2 separate regions of the Drosophila melanogaster genome follow, and region 1 is linked to region 2. A link is a contact called in public HiChIP or PLAC-seq data. All regions are on one chromosome and are shown on one strand. The core of a region is the stretch at or near the end of the contact, and the rest is flanking DNA. Distances in the headings are between cores, read along the strand shown.

What was found. HiChIP or PLAC-seq counts read pairs in DNA pulled down with a chosen protein or histone mark.
Region 1: a contact with region 2 is called in a Psq HiChIP or PLAC-seq map of the Kc167 cell line, with 4 times the contacts expected there. The contact joins the promoter of dnt here to the promoter of lncRNA:CR44191 in region 2. A contact is called at or near these places in 4 of 107 Hi-C or Micro-C datasets (the Clone 8 cell line, the S2 cell line, brain and 1 more) and 1 of 6 datasets of contacts at active chromatin or transcription factors (the Kc167 cell line).

The regions. Positions count from the first base shown.
Region 1 is chr2L:19,359,834-19,366,311 of dm6, reverse strand. dnt (doughnut on 2) reads left to right here and starts at 3,085. Exons shown (of 4, transcript NM_001273638.1): 1 at 3,085-3,653. The coding sequence starts at 3,473. It overlaps CG13086, which reads right to left and starts at 1,937. Exons shown (of 2, transcript NM_001273639.1): 1 at 1,745-1,937; 2 at 842-1,338. The coding sequence starts at 1,918. The coding sequence ends at 964.
Region 2 is chr2L:19,259,293-19,265,733 of dm6, reverse strand. It overlaps lncRNA:CR44191 (long non-coding RNA:CR44191), which reads right to left and starts at 3,264. Exons shown (of 1, transcript NR_073805.1): 1 at 2,677-3,264. CG31797 reads left to right here and starts at 3,494. Exons shown (of 1, transcript NM_165285.4): 1 at 3,494-6,302. The coding sequence starts at 3,601. The coding sequence ends at 6,207.

The sequences.
Region 1 (6,478 bases), core at 1,836-4,335, 100 kb before region 2:
CGTTGTCAAAGGACGTGTCGAAATGTGTCGCCGTTTTGGATGCACTCAAAATGAAATCACGTCACCGCCGATCCGATCCGCCACGCCCCCTAATATAGCATCGCCCACACTCCGAGCGAGTCGCGACACCTCAGGTGCCTACAACTTTTCCGTTGTCATTATCAATTTGAGTTAATTGCCGCAGCCATTCCGGCCAGAATGTTGCCATTTTGCCACTGCTGTCGTCACTTCCGGTCTGGGGATGCCCCATCCTTTCGCCACACCAGCCACACCAGCCCCGCCCCCAACGCCTCCAGACGACGCGACGACGCATTGTCTGTGACTGTTTAAAAGCGTTTAGTCGAAATTTATTTGTATTACATGCCAGAAACTGCAGACTCTCCAGTGGCTGCGGGCACAGGGTCCTGGCAAAATGTTGAATTATTAAATTAAGTACTTGTTTGACAACGCCATAAATTCCCTTGCTCAGCGCAAATAAGTGTATGTAAGTAGAGAAGTTGGGTGCCCGCGGCAACTTTGTGTAGCAGGTGTAAAACTAATCAGTTTGAACATGAAATAACGTGAGAAGTTCTATCTATCTTTACATGCTTTTGAGTAATCGTAAAAGCGCCTAGCCAAGGTAATTCATATTAATTTTCTCATATATTTAAGCTCGAAGACAAACGCTATTTTTCTGCCACATTTTTTCACGCCTATCACAAGTTCCTGCTTATCAAACTCTGGATTGCTCTTCTTTGTGGCCAAGAAATTGGTTTAATCTGACTAACATTCTTTTAATTAGTTTATCGCGGAGCATCCAATCCATCCGAAAATCTTAGATAAATTCTTTCTTGCTTATACTTTAAGAAAAATATTATTTATTGAGAGTCACATTAAAAAAAAAAAAGATAATAGAAATCGAATATTTGGGTTTTGTTTTGCTAGGTACTTTAGTAGATATTGAGATACATAAATATCTGGCGATCAGTGGATTACGGGACGGGAATCCGTGCCGTTCAGCGTCTGTTCGCAGATATCGACCGCTCGGGTGTAGCAGGACTCACTGCTCATGATGAGTTCTCCACCCTGGAGAGTGAGGATCAGGCAATTGCGGCCCATTTGGGGCGTCGGCTCGTCCACCGCCCAGTTGGAGTAGTTGAGCGGTCGGGCTCTGCCAAAGTAGTTCCAGTAGAAGCGGTTATCACCCGGCCATCGATGCCCGGCGCTCCAGAACTGCGTGCCGTTCGGGTAGCCCAAGTTGGCCAGGTGATGGGCCAGAACGCGCATTTCCTCGTCACTATCCAGGCAAACTCGTGAGGTGCGCTTGTCCTGATAGCAAAAGTTATGGAACGATGTGTGCTGTAGATAAGATAAAAATATTATTACTCTAGAATTATATTTTATAATCTAAGGATATATATATATAGATAGACATAGATAGATATCTTTTAAAATCAAAATTGTTTGGTGTTTACTGTGTACCTAAACTTATATTAAGTACGAGTTTTTTTTTTATTTGTTGACCTTAGTGCAGAGCATATTCAAGTCGGTTAGGTCGAACAAAACTCGACAAAGAGCGTCATCGTCCGTTTATTTATACACCCATAAGTACATATGTTTGATGTTCGTTGGCTTCTTCTCGCTGATAACAGCGGATACAATTAGCGAATTCCCCTTGCTTACATGCAGAACTCAACTTAATTTAAGCTACACTAGTAAGTTAATCGTGACTTCGGAAGTAGAGGCTTCTTTATGTCTCTCTCACCAGCGGTTCCTCGTCAGCAACGAAGTAGCAATAGTTTTCCCGTACCCTCTCATAGGGATTCCTGCACCGTGTTCCTTCGACGGGATGAGCCTCGATCAGGAACCATAGGGATAATGCCAGGAAAATGTGGAGTCGAATCCGGCGATATTTCTTCCGCGTCGCGCGATTCGGCATTGTGCTCAAATAAAACTGCCGGCAGTTGGCATCAGTCGGCGTTATCGCCATGCGTTATCAGTGTAAGCGGGGTGTTATCATAAAGCGCTTGATTTAATTTTTTTTTGCTGATAAGGCCGTTTTTTGAACTAGTTCAAGATCACGCAAAACATAAGCTCTACATTAATAATCACTTTTTTTAAAAAATTTATTTGCAAAAATCATAAATTTGCATTAGTTAATTTTTCGAAAATGTGGCAAACGAATGCTTCTCTGCGTTTTAATTATCAACTTCCAAGCTTTAATACTCTTTCTTCTTAGTATTGCATACATTTTTGGGCCTTTCTGGGTTCCTGTTCTGGCTACTTCATGAATTTATACAATAAATGCTAAAAATCCTTATAAGAAATTATTCTTAAATTATCATTATTTTATTTTATTTCTTAAATGCATATCTTGCGGATCATTTATTTTTTTATTGTCTATAGGTATTTTCTAGCCATGCATATGTATGTATATGTTTTCGGTGGTAATCCTATTTGCAACTTTGTTTGCGATCCACATGCAACATGTAACTTATCCATTTGCATGCAACCGCCGGCAGGTGGTGCTTTGTTCAGTCAGCTCTTTTCATTTTCTACGGGCATTCGCATGTTCGAACATCTGGTGTAAACAAGTTCTGAGCAGTGTTGCCAACTCTTCAGTTAAACAGTTAAAAATAGCTAAAAAATGTTGACGGTAGCTAAATTATAAAGCTGGAAAAGAAATGATATATGTAAATACGATAAAATAAGTATTTAGACTCACAGCATTTATTATTTAAGACGGTCAGATGAAGTTACAAAAATCCTAAATTGGCCACGCTGTATCTAAGAATTAATACCAAGAAGTTGTCATCAAAGGTCGAACTCGACGGAAATTCTACTTTGAGTTTTTAAATTTAATAAATATGTATGTGAAATTATGTAAATTTGTTTGTAAAACAAAAATAGTATATAGTATAGTAATAGTAGTTAAGTAGTTTTAAAAATGGTTCAGATCCAAAGACTTGTGAGATATGATACTAATCAAAAGTCGAATTCTGTAACATCGAGATTTAAAATTCGGTTGGAAGGGATTTCTAGCTATGACGTCGATGTTCGAAGCGAACGTGTTCGTCGAGAGAGGAGAGCGGGTCAGATTTGTTGGACAGTTTGGTTTCGAACTCGGCCGGGAAAAGTTGAAAAATTATTAACAAGCAGCTGCCAGACAGCTAAAACAGTCATAAACTGAAGAAAACCCGCGGAAACAACGTTTAAAATGAAATGTGCGTGAAAAAATAGTCGAATTGTTATTTATAAGACCAAAATAAAGTGAATTGCCCGGTTAAACAATGCTTTTAATGAAATTTTGGTGCTAAAACGACGCCGTCGCACTCGCACTCTCGCTCTTTCTCTCTCGCGGCGTCCGTGTCTCTCTCTCCCCCCACCCCCGCGACTTTGGATTCGCTTTTGTGCTGGTCATTCGTTCGAGATTGTTTACGAATAGCCGTGTGTGATAAGAGTGCAAAAACTGGCAAACGGAACAGAATATCTGATGGAATCTGTGAATAAATGCGGTAAAAGCGCATCCACAAGAAATTGTACGGTGAAAATGAGCCGGAAAATGTGGGTGCTTTCGCTGCTGGCGCTGGCAGCGCTACAACTGCACTCGGGCAGCGAAGTGGCTGCACATTTGAATGTTTTCCTAAATCCCGTGGAAGTAATGCGTTTATTAGGTGAGTTTCGACCTCTTTCAACCCCTTTTCCCAGTGTTTTTTCTTGACCTGTGTCGCGCCCTTTGTTATTGATTTCTCTTTTTTGTATTCTCCCTCTAAAATAAACAGTTGAGTAATTTGTGTCAACCAATTAAAAAGACAGCATTAGTTTTTCATTCACTTATTCGTCGAAGAAAGCGCACTTCCTTTTAAAATTATGTTTATTTGTTTGCTTTGGGCTTAATTTAGATGCTCCCTCTCGCTGTCTCTCTCTCTCTCTCTCGCTCTTGCGCATGCCGCAGGTGTTGTTAAACAGTAAAACAAATAAACAAACCGCCCACAACAACAGCAGCAACAACCAGCTTTCGCTTGCTTCGTTAGGAAATTTTACGCTTGGTATAAAACAAAAAAAAAACAAAAAAAAAGGAATAGGAAGCAGCAGACACGCCAAAATATAAAGGCAACAACAAAGTCTGAAAATCTACATGCTGCATTCATTCAATTTATCTCCCTTGGTGGAGAATATTTTTGAATATTTCTTGGAACTCAAATTCCTTGGCTCCCCAAAAACAATAAGTAGCGAGAGAGCTTGTCGAGAGAGTGAGAAGGGCGAAGGAGGGAGATGGCAACATGCAAACGAGATGACAACGCAAAGGCGACAACAAAAGGGCAACAACAACGAAAACGTGACTGCGAAGGAGCAGTTGAAGAGAAGGGTGGTGGTGGGCGGGGCATCAGCTGTGCGGGGCGGAAGAATGCACAGTGGGGTGCATTTAACTTATTCCACGAATAACACTCGCAAAACACATAGAACATAAGAGTTCATATGAGTTATTCTAATATTTTGAATCAACTTTAAAATATTAATACAAATAGTACTAACTTATTGAATTCGTTTGTACCTTCTATGTGGACACTTTTAGAAAGTATCTTATATCTGGTAGATGAAGACATATCTGTATTACCTGAGTAGTATTTGTTGGCCTTTAAGTAAGCTCGCTGATTGCAGAAAATATGTGTGTTAATTCCACTGTGCCTCCTCGGAGGGCTCACTGTATTTTTGGCAGTACTTTGCATGACAAGTCGCCCACTTGGCAGTTGTTGCTGTTGCAGCCGCAGCAGCAGCAGCAGATTTTGGCCTGCAACGCGCCTTGTTAAATCGAAGTTTTCTTTATCTCTGGCAACCATGTGTGTGGGGGCAGATTTGCTGACGACGATGACGATGCGCATAATTTTGCGTATGCATTTCGGATTTGCGATTTTGGGGGCGTGAAATCAAGTATGCAGAATATTCCGCAGACTGTGGGCTGCAGTTGCCGGCAAAGCGCTGCAAATTGCAGATACATACATACATGTATCTACGGGGTAATTAAGACAAAGTCGAAAAGTTTCGCAGACTTGCGTAGGATATTCGTGCATAAAGAAAAGCGCAAATGCTTTATACTCCCCATTCCGTGGACCATAAATCAATTAAGCTGCATAATTTGCATTTGATTTGTGTGCGCTAAAAGGGGTTTTCGGGCTGAAGTGGGGGGTGGGGGTTGTCTGCGCGGTCTTTAGTCAAAGTTCTCGGCTTAAATAAAATTCATTTCCATTTACGCAAAATTTATAGCCGCCGATGATCGCAACAACTCGGTATCCTTTTATTTTATTTTTTTTTTTTTTTCATACTATCCCGACTGCAGGGGTCCCGGCAAGTTCAACGCTAAAAAAGTTTGAGTCATAAAGTCCCTGGCATCTGACAGTCAATGAAATACGATGCGGCAGAATGGGCTGGGCTCTCGATCGAATCATCATCGTCGTATAATATCGGTCTCACTCATGTCATACATGTGCAGCATTATTCCGATTTCGATTCCGATCATATTCCTCAGAAATAACCATCACATTTGAGAGAAGCACCCAAAAAAGTTTAACGACTTCTTCGCTGCTGTGACACGCGCTACATTTTAAGCAGCCAAAAAGTGCATTATTTAAATTTAATTTTATTGCCGCCCGGCTACAGATTTCCTAGTTTTCCCTCTTTGAGTACGTTTTATGGCACTTTATCGACGATTTGGAATTTTTCCCAGCTTTTATGGCCACCATTTTTGGGGCGCTTTGATTTAATTTTACTGTTCTCCAGCCTGCTAATGAAGCTGCAATTAAAAGCTGAAAATGGGAAAAGAGCAGATTAGAATGACTGCCAACGGCTCTGGCACGATTTTCACACATTTTCGAGCCGAGAAATGTTGTAAAATATACACGCCCCCAAGCGGATGATCGATTGGTAGCTGCTTTGGACCATAAATTAACCATGACCATGGAGTCGAATATAGCTTACTTGGGACAAGAGAATAGTGGTTAGATGTGTTAAATCTACCACCAACTGTGCTAAATAAATTAAGAGCTCGAGGGCCTTTGTTTAGGCCAATTTAAATATTTTCATATTTGCCCAGCCATCGGGAAACATATATTGATGGCTTTCGTTATTTGAAGTGAGCCGCGGCTAAGCGGCTTACAGCACAAACAAGCTGCCAAGAGATACAAAAGTATCTCGAAGATACAAACACGACGTGCTACTGTGGCAACTTTTAGCACCTAACCGAAGCTAAAGTTGTTGGTTGTACCTGTCGGATGGCCGTAACAAGCCAGGCATGTATCTCGCTGGCTTCTCTCATTCTTTTTGTGATATTTTGTATCTTGTTTTTTGTTTTTGTTTTCCCCGCAGCCTAGTAGAGACATTTGTGCGCTTCTCCTCCGGTTTATAGCTTGTTCTTGGTTGCCTTTCCAAGATCTCGCCATCCGATAATTGTAAACGAACAGGCCGTCTCATCTGGTCGTGCTAAAAGCCTTCCGAGAAACGC
Region 2 (6,441 bases), core at 2,015-4,514:
GATTTCCAGAAAAAATAAATAAAACAACCGAAAATTGGCAACAGCAGCAGCAGCAGCAGAAACGCCAACAAAACTGCGGAATGACAAACATGCTGCGAATTTGTAATCTGTAATATGAATTCGAATTTTAAAGATACATTTCCAGTCAGCCAGTGTGGAGCATGGAGCTTTGAGCATGGGTCTTCGAAGCGGAAACGGATGCAGGTGAATATGATTGCAGTTCGATTTAATTGAGTTGCCCTGGAATGCCAGGGAAGTGCCGAACAGACACTTTACATGGAACAGACACACATGCGCAGGCAGTGCGGAAAATAAAAAGTGGGTAAAAACAATCGGAAAAAGATTGGCAACAATCCAATCAGCTATACTGTAATTGGCAAAATGCAAAATTGCGAATGAACGAATACTTTTTGCGGCAAATTGATTGAGAACTCAAAATTGGCGAAATGATGAAATGTAATGCAAATGCGGTTTCAGTTCGGTTTGCTCTTTATTCTGGCCCACAAGTAATGTTTTCGAGTATGGGCCAAATTGTGTGAATGATATGTGCTGCTATATCGAGCGGAAAAGCAAGTGCGTTGAGCATTTATCGTTCGTGGGGATATGTTGGCTTACATTAAATTTAATGCATCAATAAAAACAACTTTACGTGGCAGAGGAGCTAATAAATAGCATTGGAGTTCAATTTTACCTCAGTAAGTATTACTTGGCAAGCAAATATTTAATGGTTAATATTTTGTAGTTATGTATAACAGTTTGTTGTTAAACTCGATAATCATTCTGCTTTTTTAGACACTTTTTCAATACCTTAAAGCACATCTATTCGTGATGAAGTTTTGTTAAGGTACTTTACCACTTTTTCAAGCTAACTTTGTTTAAAGTTCTTCTGGAATTTCTTTTTACATCCGTATCATATAATTCATTTTACACTTCTAATCGATCACTTAACCAATTATACCATCCGTTGCGGAGCATCTACATTCGTTTTTCCCGTTCTGTTTCAAAAGCAAAAACCTTCATGTCGGGCAGTTTTCAAACATCCTAACTGACTGACTGACTGACTGACTGATTGCTTTGTCTTATCAATGCCCTCGAACCGAATACAATTCAATTTGTACAACTGCCACGCCCACCGGGCAAGTGAGTGAATTTGTCTTCTGCTTGTATTTATTTCCTTTTTGGCCTGGTTTTACCTCGGTCTGTTTTGCTGGCGCTTCTAATCAGAATTTGTAACCAATTTTCAATGCTCGGTGCGTTTCCTTTGTCGCTTACGCAATCATCCAAAAACCATTTTGTACCAGCTTCAAAAAAAGCATTTGACTTTGCGATTGAATCAAACAATCAATTATCTTGTCTTCTTTTCTCTGATGCTTTTTTCGTAATATTTCCCTCATCTGCCTCTGGTTCAGCCTTTGTTTGTTACCATTTGCCTCCTTTGACATTTTCCCCAAGTAGTTGCCATTTTTATTGGCCACATTTTTGGAAAATGCACAATGTCAAACGGAACTGACTGGAAAAGAAGACAAGAAATTGGTCTAAAACTGCAATTCACTTGCAATCATTGCCGCGGAATAAAGCATAGGAATCTTCATAAAAGATTGATTAAATTAGAATAGTAGTTTTTTTTGCAATTTAAAAGATATAGCTAGGCTTTTAAGCTGCTAAATCAGAACTCATAAATATGCATAAATTTAACAGCTTATTGCATTTACACTCAGGGTTTTAAAATCTTCAGAACCACTTTTGAGGTTGATATGGGCATTTGAATGTGAATTAAGTTATTAAGCTTAACTAAACGATAAGGTTTGATCGAAATGGAAGTCTGTTTGCTCCAAAAGAGGTCTTACGGATATTTCCACGCCATTTGGGAAGCGTTACCGACTTTTTAGTGGTCGACTCGGCATCGCCGGCCATCTTCAACACGTCAACAGGAAGTCAAATATACGCACACGCACACACGCTGACGAGGGCACTCACACACACAGACGCACAGTCACACTTATGGCGAGGCAAATACAAACATGTCCGCTGCAAAATGGCGAGCATAAATTTCCGCTTCCGCCAGCTGACGTTTTATGGCAGAAGCGAGCGCAGAGCGCGAGAGAGAAGAAAGTGCCAGAGACTGAGTCAAAGATTGTTTATGGTGGCCAACAGTTGATTCATCGCATTTAATGGATAACGCCGAAGCACATTCAGCAGAAAGGGAATCAAATTCGCGAACGGAGTGAGCATATGCGAGTGCTGCCATTTTATGCTGAATTTATGAATTTATGAATTTATTTCTGGCGAGAAAGCGCGAAGGGTCTCTAATATATTGGGGCAATAAATTCGCCAAGCAGACATGTCTCTGTGCAGATGCCCAGGGCGTGAAAGGAGCGTAAATTCCTCCACTCACTCAACTCCTTCATCAATTATGATTATTTACATGTGATGCTGCATGACTGCGCAGCACGCGCCGCTTAAAGCCCCAATTACCAGTGATTGTTTCTCGAAGCGGCCTGAAATTGCATCGCCTGATCCCTCAATTGTTGTCCAGATGGCGATGGCTTATCATTTAATGAACTGCTCGGATCACACAGTATTGCTACACAATATGACCATTGTAGTTATGGCCAATATTTCCCCCTCATTGTCCCCCGTGTGCATGGCCTTTGTTTAGCGCGCTAAAGTCGGCGCTTATTTTTATTTAGGTCAACTTTATTATATGCACATAATTACAAAAGCCAACACACTGAGCCACCCAGAGTGTGTGTGTGCCAGCCGCAGATAAAGCATTTATGAAGACAGACATGTGGGAATTGCGGTGCTGGCAGGACAAACAAAGTGCCATCGTGGGGAAATCCGTCCGCCACCCGCCTTCCGAGTCTCATTTATTTGCGCTGTTCTAATAATAAGAAATAATGTCGTTTCATGTCCTATTCCAGCTTGGCCTATTGTCCATGTCCTTGCTTCTGCTTCTCTGGTCGCCAGGACGCTCCAAATGCCCAAAGTAAAATATTTATGCGACAAAAGACAATTTTGGATTTATGCCCCTCTGTGTGTGCTTGTGTGTGTGTTAGTGTACTTTATTCACTTCCAACCACCAGTGCTAAAAGCAGCTGAGTTGGGCATTTTGTGCCTTTTTGCTTGAACAGGAAATGCTCCATAAATAGCACAGCCTTGTCAGACTCTTTCGTGTGCGAATTTATGTGGCAAAGGCTGGGAAATTGTATGGCCAACATGGCTCGATTGGGGCAGCATTGTGGCCTAAAACTGGGCCAAAAAACCAAAGTGTGCAAACTTTAATTGAGGTTCATTTGGATGGCTGCAAACGCATGGCATTCTCTGGGCAGGTCCCGTTTTAAAAATGATAGAAGTTCGTACTCGTTACTGGATTTAAGCATTGGGTCGAATGTTCTATTTGGCTACCAATTCAAGTCCTGAGCCACTTTTACAGTTAATGAATGTAATCGGCACGTATGTATCAACGTTTAATCTCTGAGACCTTGCTAAAACTCTCAACTCTCAGGAAGTCCTCAAATTTGGCGTAAAAATATAAATAACGACAAAATTTTATTAGTAAATGAAAATTAAGAGTGGTCCAATCCGATCCCATCGTAAATGCGCAGGAAGGCGTTGCAGCGGCGTCGCTCTGCTGGCCGAGAAAACGATCCACCACAGCTCGGAAGGCACGACCGGCAGGACAACCGCTCCCAACGAGCGGAGACGTATCCCTCGATCCGAAAAGGAAAGCCACATTGCGACCCCAACAAGAACGAGGCCACCACACGGTTGGCCAACACCCTCGAGGCCGATGGCAGTGGGCGACCCTACGACATGGTCAAAGACGACGTGCTGCTCGCTTGGCAGCAAAGTCCTCACAAGGACACGTTGGGCTTCTATGGCGTAGGATCGCCCACCCACCAGCCCGAGTCGGTGGTGTTCAACCAGGTGGTGGCCGCCTGCTTGGTCAAGGTCAACGGCGGCGGCACTCAGCGGAGGATCCCTAAACAGGATAAAAAGCCATCCCCAAGGGATACGTTAGCGCAAAAGAACCGTACCCCTCAGATTTGCAAGCCTTTTGTCTTAAACCGCCACGCATTGCAGTCTGATCTACAGCAGATTCCCCACGTTCAACAGCAACTGGATCCGCGACAGGCTTTCGGGACGCTATACTGCACTGATCATAATCAAGTTCCTCACGATTCCACTAGAGTGGCACGCCAGATGTACACCGGCATTTCCAGACATCAAGTTTCTAACATTGAGCCAGCAAGAAAAAAAGACCCACGTGGTCTGCGCCATCCCCAGTGGTACTGCCCCCCGGATGGCTTGGAGCCTCGCCATGGGTGCACCCAGTACGAGTGGGCCAAGCGCAAGCTGGATCCTAATCCCAATAACAATGAGTTTCGGCATTGTCCGCAAGGGAAAGATGAACACAAGAGTCCGGAACCACTGAACTACGATCAGCTGTATAGTAGAATCATTAAGTGCTTTGAGCCAAAGCCTTCTCCAGATCCGCTTTGCGAGCCCTATGAGAAGTGCTGTAAGCCGAAAAGATCCCATGGAAAGGATAATCAAGGAGGAGGTGACAGTCAAATACCCAAAGGACCCAGTAGGCCCACAAAGTCTTCGGGCGATCCAGGTAATCCAATTGGACACGGAAATCGCGAACCAGGAGAGGAAGATAAAGTAACTATAGTGCGAGATGATGGAAACGGAGATAGAGGGGACAAAGAAAATGACAAGGATAAAAATCAATTCGTTAATAAAGATAAGCCAAGAGTTTCAATTAAGGAAAATGATAATGATGGTGATCAAAACAACGATAAAAATAAAGACAAGGTCGTAAATTTTAATCAAGAAGAAAATAAATATAAAAATCAGGATAGATACAAGAATAAAGAGGACAAAGAAAAAGAACGAGAAAAGAAAAAAAGGGAAAAGGCGAAAGAAAAGAAAAAAGGCAAGGATAAAGAAACAGAAAAGAAGAGAGAAAAGGTAAAGAAAAAGAAAGAAAAGAACAAGGAAACGGGAAAAGGAAAGGAAAAAGCAAGGGAAAGAGATAAAGAAAATTATAAAGGAATTGAAAGACCAAGAGAAAAAGAAGAAGGCGAAAGAAAAGAAAGAGAAAAGGAAGAAGAAGAAAACGAAATAGAAAATGAAAATAACAAGGAAAAAGAACTTGGAAAGGAACAGGAAATAGAAAAATTTAAAGAAAGGGAAAGACCACATGAAAAGGATAAGCCAATGGAACGAGAACAAGAAAGGGAAGAAAAGGGAAAGCAAGAAGAAAAAGAAAGGGAAAGAGGAATTGAAAAAGAAAGAGAAAAAGGAAAGGGGAAAGAAAAAGAAGTTAACAAGGAACATGAAACTGGAAAACAAAAGGAAGACAAAAACAGAGGAAAGGATCAATTTCCAGAAAAGGGCAAAGAAAAAAAGCAACAAAAACACAAAGAAAAATATAAAGATGAAGATAAAATCAAAGACATGGATTTAGAATATGAAAAATATGACCGTGATGATATTAAAATTCCAAACAATAAAAAGAACAAAAATAAATCAAACGAAGATAGTAAAATTGAAGAAAATAAACCGAACAGCAACCTGCCAGAAGTGACCTCGCGATTCTTCGATATCCCCGTGGATATGGAGTTCGATAAAACTATCAAAAGAGGAACTAGGGTGGAAGATTACGAATTTCCAGCCCTAGAAATTGTCAGGGACGAGCCAGCGGCTCCGACTTGTAAGCTAAAGGATCCGCCCAAGAAAAAGAAAATGAAGAGGATTAAGAAAGTTTGCAAGGATAAGCCCAAGAAAGTCTGTCCACCTTGTCCACCGGCAGGTTGCCAGTGCGAGATCTGTCACTTCATGGATCGCCCTTTCAACGAACAGGAGGCTCCCTTCATGCGGGAAATGAGGCGTGTGGAGCAGAAGCGCCAGCTGCGTGCCTATTACCGCCAGATGCGCCATCAGGAATACATCCGGGATCGATGCAAGACAGAGTACCGGGCGCCCAGGCACCAATGCGATCCGATCTACTGCTCCAACTTCTTGTGCCAAAATCCCCGACTCGCCGAGCACTGCGATTGCCTGGGAGCCGTCCAGGAGCTGCAGAATCTTCTCTCCGGCTCCAAGGACAACGAGGATCACAGCAGACTGCTCCTGCGCGTCGAGAATCTCCGGAAACGCGTTTGCCAGCGAATGTGCGATTGCATTCTGGCGTGAACTGGATCGGAGGTCTTTGTGTTTGAGAAAGTACCTATGTGTGTATGGAATATGTTTGGCTCCTTGGAGTATCTGTTTTATATTAAACAAGACATAAAAAAGTTTTTTATGCAAGACAGCTTTTCCATATTGATGAAACCCGAATACATACTCTACATTTTTGTTAGTTTACAGTCGAAATGCGTTTTTTGAACAGCCTCTGAAGAAGCCTTTTAAGATGGCAGACTTTCCACT